Regions from separate parts of the Sus scrofa genome. Here regions 1 and 3 are each linked to region 2. Evidence: chromatin contacts called from public HiChIP or PLAC-seq data. All regions are on one chromosome and are shown on one strand. The core of a region is the stretch at or near the end of the contact, and the rest is flanking DNA. Distances in the headings are between cores, read along the strand shown. Region 1 overlaps SIGLEC1 (sialic acid binding Ig like lectin 1). Region 2 holds the start of AP5S1 (AP-5 complex subunit sigma-1). Region 3 holds the start of HSPA12B (heat shock 70 kDa protein 12B).

Region 1 (2,700 bases), core at 170-2,669, 100 kb after region 2:
CTATAGTCAGGAAACTTAACATTGATACCATTGATATAAGACTCTTATCCAATCCACAACCCACATTTAAATTTTACCAGGTGGCCCAACAATGTCCTTTATGGCAATTATTTTTCTGCTCCAGGATTTGGTCTGGGATCCTGCCTTGCATTCAGTTGTCGAGTGTCTTTATCCTCCCTCAGTCTGGGACAGCTCCTAAGTCTCTCCTTGTTTTCCTTGACATTGAATCCCAAAGATCACAGGCCTGTTGCTCTGTGCTGTCCTCAGTGTGCGTTGATCTGAGTGGGGCAGACTGAGGCTATGCACGTGAGCAGGGACATCGTGGCTGTGATGCTGTGTCTGTCTCCCCCTGCATCACAACAGGAGGCACGTGGGGTCTGTTTGTCCCATTGCTGGGAGCATTCACTTTGATCATTTGCTGCAGTGCTGGCCGCTGGCTGGTTTCTTTGTTAGATTTCCCGTCTTTATTTTTATTTCATTTTATGTTTTTAGGGCCGCACCTGCGGCATATGGAGGTTCCCAGGCTAGGGGTCGAATTAGAGCTATAGCCACTGGCCTATGCCACAGCCACAGCAATGCCAGATCCGAGTTGGATCTGCAGCCTACACCACAGCTCACAGCAACACCAGATCCTTAACCCACTGAGCAAGGCCAGGAACTGAACCTGTGTCCTCATGGGTACTAGTCAGATTCGTTTCTGCTGAGCCACGACAGGAACTCTAGTTTTCCCGTCTTTAAAATGGGTCCCTGGAGCCCCATTCTCAGGGTTGCCACAAGGATTGAGTAGGATGGCAGGGCAATTTACCCAGTTCAGGGACAGGCACTCAGGAGCCATTGGGGTGCCCCCTTTCCCAGGGCATTATGGGACAAAAATGGGTGCAGGGGTCATAGGCTATAAAGGGAGATCCAGGAGTGCCCCTGTTGAGAGTGACAGGCCTTCCTTCATCCCCACGCAGACCCACCCCTCACCCCGGACCTAACTGCCTTCCTGGAGACACAGGCGGGGCTGGTGGGCATCCTCCAATGCTCTGTGGTCAGCGAGCCCCCAGCTACTCTGGTGTTGTCACACGGGGGCCTCATCTTGGCCTCTACCTCCGGGGAGGGTGACCACAGCCCACGCTTCAGTGTCGCCTCTGCCCCCAACTCCCTGCGCCTGGAGATTCAAGACCTGGGGCCAACAGACAGTGGGGAATACATGTGCTCAGCCAGCAGTTCTCTTGGGAATGCGTCCTCCACCCTGGACTTCCATGCCAATGGTAAGACGGCCACAGCAGGGCTAGTGGAGGGAGCCTCAGGTTTGTTCTGCCCCCTCCTCCTGGGAGTCCAGAGACCTCAACCAAGGGCCTGAACTAGCTGTCTAGAAAAAAGGAATATCAAAAATCTGAGCTGTACCGTCATCCCAGGCTCAGAGGTTCCTAGAAGTCAAGGCAAAAAGGGGAACATGGTCGATTGCATTATTCCTTTTTTACCCATTCTGACTCTGAACTTGGAGGGTTCCTCGATATGCATTTATTTGTCTTTAAATTATTGAACATTTGGGGGCAGACTCTGTGCTGGGGTCTTCTAGTTCTTGGTGCATATGCTGCTCTTCCCTCCTTCTGAGACAGGCAGAGCTAATCAATCAAGCCAGGTTTTTAACATAAGCCTGGGATTGGGCTCAGAATCCTTCTCAATCATGCTGCAGCCAGCTACGACCAATTAGATCCAAATGGGCATTCAAAGCCAAACTCTCCTGATCATTGAGAGATTCGCAGAGCTGATGTAATGAAGCTCAGACCTCCCTACAATTGTATGGGGAGAGGGGAACCCTGGCGGGCTTCCTGCAGTGGGGGGCATGGAACCGCGGATGTGTGGGGGAGCTGAGCCTCCCTCTCTCCCTCTCCTGCCAGCAGCCCGCCTCCTCATCAGCCCAGCAGCAGAGGTGGTGGAAGGGCAGGCGGTGACACTGAGCTGCAGGAGCAGCCTGAGCCTGATGCCTGACACCCGTTTTTCCTGGTACCGGAACGGGGCCCTGCTTCTCGAGGGGCCCAGCAGCAGCCTCCTGCTCCCAGCAGCCTCCAGCACAGATGCCGGCTCATACCACTGCCGGGCCCAGAGCAGCCACAGCGCCAGTGGGCCCTCCTCACCTGCTGTTCTCACCGTGCTCTGTGAGTAGCCGGCCTGCCAGCCGTGCCTGCTAGGGGGAGGGTCAGCTCCCACCTCCTCCAGGCCCTCCTGACTCTGCCCTGTCTGGGAGTCTTGATAAGGAAGGCAGCCCAGGCCACCCAGAGCTGAAATTTGTTTTGTTTTGTTTTGTTTTGCTTTTTTTTGAGGGCTACACCCGAGGCATGTGGAGGTTCCCAGGCTAGGGGTAAATTGGAGATGCTGCCGCCGGTCTACACCACAGCCACACCAGATCCTAGCCACGTCTTTGACTTATACCACAGCTCATGGCAACGCCGGATTCTTAACCCACTGAGTGAGGCCACGGGTTGAACACACAACCTCGTGGTTCCTAGTCGGATTTATTTCCACTGTGCCATGGTGGGAACTCCCAGAGCTGAAATTTGGAGAACAAGAGGCTTTCTCTTCCTCTCTGCATCCCATTTCCCCATCCCAGTCCCATCAGGGCCCTGCCTCTAGCCTCAAGCCCATCATGGGCACCAGGTCCAAGCTTTGTCCTCCTAAGCTGGGCCTGGGACATCATACTCCTATATTTAT
Region 2 (2,700 bases), core at 23-2,522:
ACCCTCAGGCTTGCCCTATGTGGACCACCAATCAGCTTCCTCCTCTGTCTCCACCAACCCCCATCCACAGCCTCCAAACTGCTAACTCTGGTGCAGTAGGCCTCCTGTCTCCTACACACAGCAACTGGGCTTTTTCCTTGTAACCTGTCACCCAAGGGCATGTCCATGTGCAGAAAGGGCCCAAACCCTCAGGTTGGCTCCTTTCTTTTAATGTTTTCAGGTTTATCCTTTTCACCTGTGTGGTCTTGTAATCCCCTCATTGGTTCTAAGTAATAACAGCCACAGCAGACTTGGATAACCCTTGATGTGAAGCAGGCCCTGTTCTTTGTGATTTATATACACCAATTCATTTGCTCCAATCAATAGCCTTTGAAGGAGTGGCTTCACTATCCCCATTTTTCAGATGAGGAAGTTGAGGCACTGAGATCAAGTAATTTTCCTGATGTTACGCATGTGCTGAGGGAGGGGTGCAGGTCCTTAAATTTCAGCCTGTTTCATCCCCTTCCTTTTGTACCCCCTTCTCCATGCTCCCCCCACCCCCATCCCCTCAGAGTCACCAGAGACTGCGCCAGCCCCCACCCCCAGCTCCCAGAAGCCATAACCCCAGCCTAGTTTACCCACTCTAATCCAACCTTGGGAGCTTCCTTCCCACGTGGCTGGATGGACGCCATCCTAGGTATGCCCAATCCCAACCCAGGAGGCGCCCCCTCCCCGAGCCCTCCCCGCAGGGAGCCCCAGGCTCCACGTCTTGGCTGGGCTCCAGGAAGGCGAGGCACTGTGTGATTCGTCCTTTCAAACGCTGCTCTTCCTGCAAGGCTGAGAGCCGGGAGGCCCCACGAGGCAGCTCAGGCCCAGCCACGTGAGGCCTCTTCCCTTCCCGCTGCCCCAGGCCCCGCTGACTCAGAGACTGGCAGCTGCATCACTGCCCCTTCCAGGGGTGTGCGTGCTGGTGTGGGCCGGGTGGGGCGGAGGCTGTCCCAGCAGCACTGCTTGGCACCCACACAAACTCCCGTGTGGGTTGGGTGGGAATGCTTCTTACCTTCTGTCCCATAACCGTCTTCTTTGAACAATGGAATGAATAACTTCACATCATCCAACATTCTCTCAAGGCATGAATTTCAAGGCTGCAGCACAGCAAGTCCCCCACCATTACTCAACTTCCCTCTCCTGATTGTTTCCAGATTCCATGTGGCTATAGACCTCCTTGTATAAACAATCCTTCATTTCTGCACCAGCAGTTTTATTGCTTCTGGAAAATAGGGTGCCTCTGTGTTCAATTCTGGGGATTAAAGACTTTTTAGAAATCTAAATTTCTAGATGGTTGTGAACTGTTGTCACTGGACAGATTCAAGCCAGTGACTTACAGTTAGTTAACTCCCAAGAGTCACTTAAACTTTTCTAAGAATCTGACTTGAGGGAGTTCCCATCGTGGTGCGGCAGAAACGAATCCAATAGGAACCATGAGGTTGCGGGTTCAATCCCCGGCCTCGATCAGTGGGTTAAGGATCCGTCACTGCCTTGAGCTGTGGTGTAGGTTGCAGACTCAGCTGGCTTGGATCCTCCGTTGCTGTGGCTCTGGTGTAGGCCGGCAGCTGTAGCTCTGATTGGACCCCTAGCCTGGGAATCTCCATATGCTGAGGGTGCAGCCCTAAAAAGCAAAAAAAAAAATCTAACTTGAGAAAAAAACTAAGACTAAGATCAGGTATTTTGGTGTAGGAGAGTCAGAAAATGGGCTGGGACCTCTGCTCTGCTCCATCACAGCATGTAGGTTCAGCCACTTGATAGTTACGAGAGCTCTTTGCTATAAACAGTCACATTTTCTAGTTAAGAAATAACATTTATCAATTTTGATGAAAATATGGAGCAACAAAAGTCTCAGACACTGCTGGTGAGAGAAGGTAAGCTGGTATAGCAACTTTGGAGAACTATGTGGAAAATATACATGCCACAACCTAATGGTTCCACTCCTGGCATAGTCCCAACACAATCTGAAATAGTTGTAAATAATCCATGGAGGGCAGAATGAAAATGTTCTATATTTTAATTGTGGTGGCAGACACCAAACCGCATTCATCAAAACCCACCAAACTATGTATGTAAGAGAGTGAATTTTACTGCGTATAAGTTATACCTTGATTTTTTTTGGCCACGCCCATAGCATGTGGCAGTCCCTGGCTAGTGATCAAAACTGTACCACAGCAGTGACCACTACAGTGACAACACTGAATCCTTAACCCACTGCACCACAAGGGGAATTCCTACCTTAATTTTTTAAAATTTAAAAGCCAGAAGGGGGTTCCCATTGTGGCTCAACGGTAACAAACCCGACTAGGATCCATGAGGATGCAGATTCAATCCCTGGCCTCACTCAGTGGGTTAAGGATCCAGTGTTGCTGTGAGCAGTAGTGTAGTTCACAGACATGGCTCAGATCCCGTGTTGTTGTGGCTATGGCATAGGCCCCCAGCTACAGCTTCGATTCAACCCCTAGCTTGGGAACTTCCATATGCTGCAGGTGTGGCCCTTAAGAAAAAAAAAGATAAAAGCCAAAATAGAATGAATAATTCAATTTGGGGAGATATCCATATAAATGAAATACTACACAGCAATGAACAAGAACAAATTATTGCTAAAAGAAACATGATGGATCTCAAATTCATTATGCTGAGTGCAAAAAGCCAGATACCAAAGAATATTATTTC
Region 3 (2,700 bases), core at 90-2,589, 73 kb after region 2:
CCCGTTGTAGCTCAGCGGGTTAAGAACCTGACTCGTATCCACGAGGATGAGGGTTTGATCCCCGGCCTCACTAAATAGGTTAAGGATCCCGTGTTGCTCTAAGCTATGGCTTAGGTTGCAGATGTGGCTGGGATCTGATGTTGTTGTGGCTGTGGTGTAGGCCGGCAGCTGGCAAGGGCGATTAGACTCCTAGCCTGGGAACTTCCATATGTCATGGGTGTGGCCCTAAAAAGAAATTAAAAACATTTTTTCAGATGTCAGCCCCTGCTAATGTGCCAGCAAGGTGTCCAATCAGCAGCCTCCATGGCTGCTCCAAATGGGTGTGTGTATTGGTGTGTTTGTGTGTATATATGTGAGTGTGTCATTGTGTGTCTATGACTGTATAGATATGTATATCTGTGTCCATATGTAAGTATAACTTTGGGGCTGTCTGTGTGACTGTGACTGTATGTATTTTATTTTTTATTTTATTAAAAAAATTTTTTTGTCTTTTGTCTTTTGAGGGCAGCACCGCGGCACATGGAGATTCCCAGGTGAGGGGTCTAATCGGAGCTGTAGCCTCCGGCCTACACCACAGCCACAGCCACGCCAGATCCGAGCTGCACCTGTGACCTACACCACAGCTCACAGCAACGCCGGATCCTTAACCCACTGAGCGAGGCTGGGGATCGAACCCACAACGTCACAGTTCCTAGTCGGATTTGTTTCTGCTGCACCACAACGGGAACTCCCTTATGTATTTTATATGTGTGTCATGTGTCTTTGTGTGTGGGCGTGTCTGTCATATTTGTCTGTTTGTGAGTATATGACAAGTGTGTGATAGGGGCTGGCAGGCTTTCTTCTCATTCCAGAGGCTGAGCAAAGCCAGAGGGTTGAAGTGTGGCTGTGCATTAGCGTGGGGGGAAGGGGCTAAGGATCCAGCCCATCAAACACAACCAGCGCTCTGTTTTCTTTTTCCTCCACCCCAGGAGTTCCTGCACCCACCCCCACCCCCAGCTCCACAAACTGGCTCACCTCTGAGACCTCCAGGCAGCAGGCTTGAGCAGGAGTGAAGACTCGAGGGTGAGGGGGTCCCCAGCCCGGGGGGGTTCCCAGCCCCGGCACCCTTCTGTTTAGCAGCCCTCTGTCCCCCCTCCCCCCAATTCTAGGCCTCCTCTGTCTGACACAGGCGTCACAGCCCCACCCTTGGGCAGCTTCCAGTCAGACACAAGAGAAGGACAGCGAACAATCCCAGGGAATCCTAATCCTCCCTCCCTGGGAGGTTGGATTCAACTGCCATCAGAAGATTTGAGCCTAGGTGGCCAGGGACAAGGGTCCTGCAGAGCCCCTGCCCTATGCTGTCCTCTCTGTGCCCTTGCACCCCCCCTCCAGTGTCACGGGGGCCCACCCACTGACCTCACTGGCTTCCTGCTTCCCCCCCACTCCGCCCCCGGTAGGGGAGGCGAGGGCATCAGCATCAGCGCCAAGCTCAGTCCTCTCAGGAGTCTCTCTTCAGGCCGCACTCCCTCCTCTGGCCTTGGCTCAGAACCCTCCTCCCCCGCCCCCTCCCGGGAAGCCCTCCCTCCCAGCCCTGTCCCTCCAATTCATCTGCTTGTGCAGCTGGACTTTCAGAAGTGCCCGTCTGGTTCCACCACTTCATCACCCCCACCCTCTCACGGCCCCTCCATTACCAAGGCTGGAAGAGCCAAGTGGTCCCAGGTGTGGCTCGCCCTTTGCTGACCTCTCAGGCTCCCCTTCCCAGCCATAACCTGCCCCCATCTGCTGCCCTTTAAGCCCAATTTGCCTTCTCTGCTTCTGAACAGAGCTCTGCCTGGTCAGCCCCCAGCCCTGCCCTGCTCGGTGGGCAGCTCCCTTCCTCCCTCGGGCCCCCTGCAAACCTGTTGTGGGTGTTACATCTGCTCAAAGAGCCCCCAGCCCTGGTCACCCGCAGGTGGGGCTTTTAGGACAACCCTTTGGACAACTCAAGGCTCCTCTTGCCCCCAGGGCCTGACATGCGACCACCTGGCAGCTTTAGGGCAGAGGGTGATGTTTGTCTTGAGGCCACGTCATCTCCACCTAAGCATCTGGGTGCTGAGGAGCCCTGGAGAGAGTGTCTATCTCCCCTCCCTCCTGCCCAAGTCTGGCTGCTTGCTTCACCCCAGAGCTTAAGGCAAGCAGACAGACACACAGACACACATCCCAGAGGGAGGGTGTGTGTTCCCACAGCCTGCCTCAGGAGGGGAGGGTGTTTTTTTCACCAGTAGCCCCCACTGACTGCACCTCATGCTGTGCTGGTGCCTATTTGGTTATCTTACCTGCATTTATGCAGCCACAACCTCCCCCCCACCCCCACCCCTGGGTGGTGGGAAAGGACTCTCTATGCCTATTCTGCAGAGGAGAAAGCTGAGGCTCGGGGAATTCTCATTGTAGCTCAATGCTAACAAACCCGACTGGTATCCATGAGGATGTGAGTTCGGTCCCTTGCCTCACTCAATTGGTCAGAGATCCGGCATTGCCATGAGCTGTGTTGTAGGTCAGAAATGCAGCTCGGATCCCGCATTGCTGTGGCTGTGGTGTAGGCCAGTAGCTCTGATTCGGCCCCTAGTCTGGGAACTTCCTTATGTCACGGGTGCGGCTCTAAAATGAAAAAGAAAGAATGAAAGAAAGAAGGAAGGAAGGAAAGAAAGAGAGAGAGAAAGAAAAAGAAAGAAATACTCGAGA

What was found. HiChIP or PLAC-seq counts read pairs in DNA pulled down with a chosen protein or histone mark.
Region 1: an H3K27ac HiChIP or PLAC-seq map of alveolar macrophages shows a contact between it and region 2. The contact joins the enhancer-like site here to the promoter of AP5S1 in region 2. A contact is called at or near these places in 2 of 5 promoter capture datasets (both in liver), 14 of 47 Hi-C or Micro-C datasets (alveolar macrophages, blood, embryonic fibroblasts and 8 more) and 2 of 2 datasets of contacts at active chromatin or transcription factors (alveolar macrophages and skeletal muscle).
Region 3: a contact with region 2 is called in an H3K27ac HiChIP or PLAC-seq map of skeletal muscle. The contact joins the promoter of HSPA12B here to the promoter of AP5S1 in region 2. A contact is called at or near these places in 2 of 5 promoter capture datasets (both in liver), 19 of 47 Hi-C or Micro-C datasets (alveolar macrophages, blood, embryonic fibroblasts and 9 more) and 2 of 2 datasets of contacts at active chromatin or transcription factors (alveolar macrophages and skeletal muscle).

Annotation. Positions count from the first base shown.
Region 1 is chr17:32,005,147-32,007,846 of Sscrofa11.1, forward strand. It overlaps SIGLEC1 (sialic acid binding Ig like lectin 1), which reads left to right. Exons shown (of 21, transcript NM_214346.1): 6 at 957-1,256; 7 at 1,890-2,147. Among named protein-coding and RNA genes, the nearest start is that of SIGLEC1, 5.8 kb to the left of the region's middle. Within about 2 kb of position 1,420, at least 1 of the 83 cell types and tissues checked has an H3K27ac peak or open chromatin away from gene starts, as enhancers often do. A contact at or near this core is called in alveolar macrophages, where this site is marked.
Region 2 is chr17:31,905,561-31,908,260 of Sscrofa11.1, forward strand. AP5S1 (AP-5 complex subunit sigma-1) reads right to left here and starts at 1,273. Exons shown (of 5, transcript XM_021077709.1): 1 at 1,040-1,273.
Region 3 is chr17:31,978,928-31,981,627 of Sscrofa11.1, forward strand. HSPA12B (heat shock 70 kDa protein 12B) reads right to left here and starts at 1,340. Exons shown (of 13, transcript XM_021077380.1): 1 at 1,015-1,340.